Linked DNA regions of Sus scrofa: region 1 is linked to region 2. The links are chromatin contacts, called in public Hi-C maps. All regions are on one chromosome and are shown on one strand. The core of a region is the stretch at or near the end of the contact, and the rest is flanking DNA. Distances in the headings are between cores, read along the strand shown.

Evidence for each region. A called contact is a pair of places that touch in the nucleus more often than the background predicts.
Region 1: a Hi-C map of liver shows a contact between it and region 2, with 2.6 times the contacts expected there. The contact joins two enhancer-like sites. A contact is called at or near these places in 11 of 47 Hi-C or Micro-C datasets (embryonic fibroblasts, liver, mesenteric adipose tissue and 4 more) and 2 of 2 datasets of contacts at active chromatin or transcription factors (alveolar macrophages and skeletal muscle).

Annotation. Positions count from the first base shown.
Region 1 is chr10:66,297,796-66,301,038 of Sscrofa11.1, forward strand. No RefSeq gene overlaps it. Among named protein-coding and RNA genes, the nearest start is that of KLF6, 190 kb to the right of the region's middle. Within about 2 kb of position 1,381, at least 3 of the 83 cell types and tissues checked have an H3K27ac peak or open chromatin away from gene starts, as enhancers often do. A contact at or near this core is called in liver, where this site is marked.
Region 2 is chr10:66,473,703-66,476,759 of Sscrofa11.1, forward strand. No RefSeq gene overlaps it. Among named protein-coding and RNA genes, the nearest start is that of KLF6, 13 kb to the right of the region's middle. Within about 2 kb of position 1,614, at least 43 of the 83 cell types and tissues checked have an H3K27ac peak or open chromatin away from gene starts, as enhancers often do. A contact at or near this core is called in liver, where this site is marked.

The DNA of each region.
Region 1 (3,243 bases), core at 131-2,630, 180 kb before region 2:
GAACCTGCATCCTCATGGATGCTGGTCGGATTCGTTTCCACTGTGGCCCAATGGGAACTCCCAATGGTTTCATTTTTATTTGTCCATATTACAGTGGAGTTCGCATCACTTGCAACTCTTTAAATTTATGAGGGAAAATTGTATTTGTCAGCTTAATAAGGACTGAGAGGTTGCAGTTTGCCAAATGACAGGGTATGACTGTGGAAAAACATTTGAAGCTCACTGATCTAAAGCATCATGAAGTATCCTTTCTGAAGCAAAATTATCTGGAAATTGACTTTTTTCTGCTCGTTTGAATATCTCTGTCATTTTTCTCAAAAGAGTGATCTCTGAGAAACACATTGTGTGTTTCCATGATGAAGTATGTTTTCTTTTGTTGAGTTGACTGATAATTTCATGACAAGACCCAGTGATTTTCTTTCTTGAGGCTGGATCACTGATGGAATTTACTTTGGATTTTAAAAATCCCCTCAAAGGAAGTGTTTAATCTCCTTTTTTAAAATAATGTGGTTCATACACATGGGGTTTTTTGCCTTGTTTTTTGGCCGCGCCCACGGCATGCAGAAGTTCTGCGCCCAGGGACAGAACCTGGGCCATGACAGGGACCCAAGTCACAGCACTGACAACGCCAGATCCTTACCCTGCTGAGCCACCAGGGAATTAAAAATGCGTGTGTTTTCCCAGAAACATACAGCATCTAAGTAGAAACACACATATGCACCCATGCTTAAAATTTTAATGTTGAGGAACTTAGAATGTATTAGGAGTAATTATTGTCTTACACTGTTTCAGTAAACACGCAAAAGAAAATGAACTAAATTCGACAGGTGAAACTTGATAGCCCAGAGCCTAGAGATGTGACCATCTGGCTGCATGTGGAGAGGAGCAAAATATAGCTTTCACTGGTGTGTTCTGGTCTGAACAGATGTTTCCAAACCCACATAGAGGATGTGAATCTCTGAAAATGACACCCCAGTTCCAGGGACAATGTTAGAATCAATGACAGTTGTCCCCGTTCCAGGGACAATGTTAGCAGCAAACTGCTCTTCACTAAATTAATTGACGCCCCCAGACAGAAAGCTTGGATGGCTTTTATAAGGGGAGTGGGTCCTAATACAGCCCTTAGAACCCTGGGGCCTGCGACAGGTGCCCAATGGATATGCATAAACACAGCCAAACTCACACTCGGAGAAAAAGGAGTGTGAAAAAAAGGTCCAGATCGCAGGGAGGAGAAAGGACGGACGTGTGTTAGCAGTTTTAAAGCAAAAACGCTTAGCGTGCTGAACGCCTCCCTGTCGATCGCTCTCGACCTTCCCTCCCAGTGGAAATCTAAGAATAACGTTTCCGCTCTGCAGAGACATGTCCTTCTGCGCGCCCCCTTGAATGGCCATCCTGTGACTTAAATGTTGTCATCGTGCTCTGTCCCCTGCGCTGACCAACTCCCTCACAATCCAGCCTCTTGTCTCAAAGTGCTGTCCCCAATTATTTAAAAGCAAAACAATCAGAGGGGGAACCATCAGGTAGGGAGAAAAAAACAGAGCAGAAAAATGATCACAAGTAAAGATGGGCATTGGTTCTCCATAAAACGGTGTCTGTTTCCTGTGTGTTTTGTTGGGGGCTTGTTTCCTAAAGCGAGAATGAAGTAAGGAAAAAATAAATTCCTCTCCAGAGGGATTCCACCCAAGCTGGGGCTGGGGGAGGACCTGGGAGGGCAAATTACAAACCCCAGTGTGAGAAAAGCTTGGGAATCTGGGGAAACGGATATGCAAGTTCAAAGTTTTTGAGTTAAAAGCTTTTAGAGTGTAATTCATTTGACTGGCTTCACTCACAGAGAGCTCACAATGTTTTTTTTTTTTTTTTTTGGCTGCACCCAGGGGATGAAGAAGTTCTGGGGCCAGGGACTGAACCCACGGCACAGCAGTGAACCAAACCATGGCAGTGACAATGCCAGATCCTTAACCCCCTGAGCCACCAGGGAACACCAATGATCCTAATACCGTTTCTTGCCTATTTAACTCAGAAAGCTGTCCCCACTGCCTACTAGGATTTAATCAGAGTTTTCCCTCCTATTAGGAAGTCTATGTTATTTATTTCCAATAGATGAGTAAAATCAAACCGTCAAATTGCAAAGTTTACTGCTTATTTTTGTTAATTCCCATTACTTGCTGATGGCAATTGTGATTTAGGCTTTGGAAGCGCGTGGCAGATAACGGACACAAACCAAAAAACCACAGAGCTCAGTTCTTGGAGTGAAACTTTGAAAAGAGATCTCCTTGGACCTAATATCACTTGCTTGAACATAAAGAGGGGAATGTTTTGTAAGTATATTTCGACCACAAAGAATAATTTTATCCTATTTTATAGGACAGGGAACTATATCCAGTCTCCTGGGAGAGAACACGAGGGAAGGAAGTATGAGAAAAAGATACGTATGACTGAGCCACTTTGCTGTGAGCAGAAATGGACACGACACTGTAAATCAACGGTACTTTAATTTTAAAAATTAAAAGAGAATAAAGAATAACTTTATGGCTTTTGAGTAATACGTTGCTTCTTACCATAGCAAAGTGAATTTAAAGTTATGAAAAAAATAATAAAAAACCTTTTCACTTTCCCAGTAAGAAGGAATCTTTCTAACACACTGCAGGTACAGAATGAGGGCATCAACTAAAATAAATAAGGGCATCAACTAAAATAAATAAATAAGGCTTCCAGGGCGCTGAGATGCGCCGTAAAGCACTATATTTCTTTGTCTGGCCAAATATTTGTGGAGCAGATCAGAGAGCAGACGTAGGGATACAACTTCAAATAAATAGCTGGTTATCTAAAACTCAGGGGCCTTGCAAAGTCAAGCTTTGACTGCGCCGTAAATGGGCAGCAGACTTTCCTTCGAGCATCTGGATGTAGGTCTGTTCTGGGGACATAAATCCCACGAGCCTGGAGGCTGGGCTGAGATCTCACAGCAGCATTCTTGGCTGCCTTGCCCAGGCCGGACCCTGCCTGAGCTCTGCCTCCGCCCTCAGAGCCAGGCACACAGGCCACAGGATGCGGGGCCCCTCCCTGGCTCTGACCAGCCTCAGGAATGTCTATGAGACCTTCTCTCCCTGCGGCCCCTTTTGCAGTTGTTCTGATGCTCAGGGTTCTGCAGTTGGAAAGATTTCAGAACCCAGACACCACGTGGGCAGGTTGAAATTTTGAGCTGAAGGCCCTGGAGACGCAGCAGATGCCCAGAGAGCTCGTGGA
Region 2 (3,057 bases), core at 364-2,863:
CAGCAAGGCTGGCTCGTGGTCTCACATTGGGAAGCTCTTTTGACCAAACCATGGGTCCCCGGGTGCGCTGGGAGGGAGGGAAACCTCAGACACCCTTCACTGAAGACGGCCGTACAGGCGCCACAGCCACAGACGTGACAGTCATCAACCCGCAGCTCATGAGCCTCAGGGCGCTGCAGACACGCAGAGGAGAAGTGCTGTGGGACCAGGGATGGGGGGCACGAAGCCATCGGGGGAGGAAGGATGCTCCTGGGAAGGGAAGTCTGAGCAAAGCCAGGGTCATGGGAGATAAGACAGCAGAGAAGATGCGGATCCACCGCTCTTTACGGCTTTCTAGGCCTGGAAGTCGAGGGGTGAGCAGCAGCGCTAACCTAACCGCAGGGGCTGGGGCATTGGAAAGCTTGCAGCTTAGACTCCCAGCTAAGCGGTTCAGCCTGGAGGGATTTTGAGACTGTAGGATAGGAAATGAGAGTGCCATGTAGACCCCTGTCCCTCCACGGTCCCTTGACGCTGCCCAGAGGGAACAGGCCGGGAGAGGGCCTGGAGGCAGCAGGCACGGCCAGAAACCACTGGATGAGCTGACTGTTGCTTTAATTTGAGCCAAAGAAGGACACAACTGCCCCAGTTCTAGGCCAGCCCACAGCTCTCAGTGAGATTAGGCAATTCAGGTGTAGACTGGATTTCTTCGGTTCTGCATGGGAGCCAGAGATCCAAATTATTCCTAAAAGCAAGGATGGACCCATGGTTCCTAAACAGACGGAAACCTCAGATGAGCCCACTGCAGCCTCCCCAGACTGTGCCCGGTGCCAGAGCCATTCTCCAGTGTCCACACCCCCCACCAGGCTTCAGGAGCAACGAGGAGTCACACGTATTTTCCGCCGTCGTGAGGCAGCAGCATTTTAAACAGCGTTCACAAAGCACAGAAGGAGCCAGGAGTGTCGCACTATCAGCTCCATCAGCTGCCGGTCACCCCGAGTCTGACTCAGCTGTGCGCACCTCTCCCAGGAGGCCACCTTGGGCTCCGGGTGGCCGGACAGCGGGGTCTCGCCCAGTTACTCATTCTTTACAGCCCAGAGCAAACACTTCCTTAACGCGGACAGGCAGCAGGGTAGACGCGGGGCTAGAATTCTCCTGAATGCAAATAAGATGTGGATCATCACAACGTAAGGATGCTTTTGGAGGGAAGCCCGGGGTGGATTTTTAGCCTGCCCTTGCCAAGCCACGCGGCCAGAAGGGAGTTCTCAGGGGGATTCTGAAAGGGAAATGGGGAGCACCCAGGTGCTCCACAGAGGCAGCGGGATGGTTTAACTGGGGCACAATCGCTGCTGGTGTTTGTCTGAGGTTCTCTCTGCGCCAGGATGTCCTCCTCCCCCGGTAAGATGCTGGAATGGACACCCAGTGAGTCTCCCGGGTGGCTTCCAGCAGGGAAACCTGGACGGTCCTTGAAGTGTGCTTCTGAGACTCTGCCCAAATCATGTCGCCCTCTGACACAGCAGGGGCGGCCTTTCTGAAGTGGGGACCAGAGGCCCAAGGACCCTCCTCCCACCCCCACCCGTGTCCTCAGAGCGCCAGATGATCTGACCCAGGGCCTGTCTGGAATCCTTCAGCTGCTGCGTTGCGGTGATTTGCACAAACGGCAGCTATAGCTGTCCTGACGCCACGGGGGGAGGGAGCACACGGATGAGTCCTCTGCAGTTCGCCCCTCGAGATCTCTGGGGGACCACATTCAGGGAGCGTCAGACACTGATCAGGCAGAAAAGCCAACCCAGCTTCACGGTTCTAGGAAAACAACCAGAGAGCGTCCCCTGGAAATAGGTCGGAGAGGGAGCCGTTCAACCCTCGTGTTTTGCAGCCGTGGAAATGAAAGTCCGAGATCAAATGGGCACTCTGTAGCCAAGCCAGGCCAAAGGGCAGGTCTTCGGATGACCAGCCGTGACCTTCTCTCTGCCGGAGCATGCCTCTCGATCTTTGGGAAACCAGTGTGCATTGGTGTCCGAGCTTTGCTGACAGGAGTGACTTACGACATCTCTGGGCAGGCCTGAAGCTCCGTGTGCAGTGCCCAGCAAGCACTGTCCCTTCCATTCCGGCGGCTGCAGTTATAGCATAAATAATACACAAGGCAACAGCAGCTGCCCAAACTGCTCATCGAAAGTTCTTTCTTGGTATTAGAATGATGACTGCATTTCCCCCAAGAACTTGTTTCTGGCAACACGTACAAATAAAGCCACACACACAGTGACAAACCCTGCTGGTTAGAGTTTAGCTGATGACATTCTTGTTATTGAAACAGGAAGTGACTCAGCCACGACTGATCATGTACTTTATTCCGTTGTGTTAGCTCATTTGAAAAAAATAATAATAACTTATCGCAAGGCAACGGCATTTGTTTTCTAAATAATACATTTTATTATTTGGAGAAAAATGTAACACAGAGGTGAACGCTTTGAGATTTTAATGAATGTTTTCTAAGAAATTCAGGGAGACTTTCTCAGTTGGTATATCATCATTAAAATATTGCAAAATAAGTTTCCCAAGTATTACATAGAATCAAGTGAGTACTTTATTATCTGGAAGCTTACATTTGGTTAGGGGCACCTTTTAAGATATTGAATGGTAGTGAGTTTTTAGATTTCACTAATTTCAGAATTTTTGCTCATCATGACCAGGGCTGAGCCGAAGTTTATCTTCTGTCCACGAAACCTTTGCATCCACATGGTGCAAGTTAATAATATGCAAAAATGTATCTCAGGACAAATGCTTAAAACATTTAAATTTTTACATAAGCAACTGAAGCTAATTCTTGTTAAATACTGAGACTGTTTTCGGTTCATAGTTCCAGAACAGTACCTCTTCTGCTGAAAGGTGATTCGAATAACAACCAAGGATTTTAAAATTTGATCATTAGTTGTTCACAAATTCCAGCCCCCCCCCCCCCAACTCCAGCCTTAGATGATTCAAACAGAAACATTTCACTGGCTTTGGAGTTAGACCTGCGAGGTTTCTTATCGATCTCTCGCTTTCCTTGGGAGGACCAACCTCCACAGGACATATCATCTG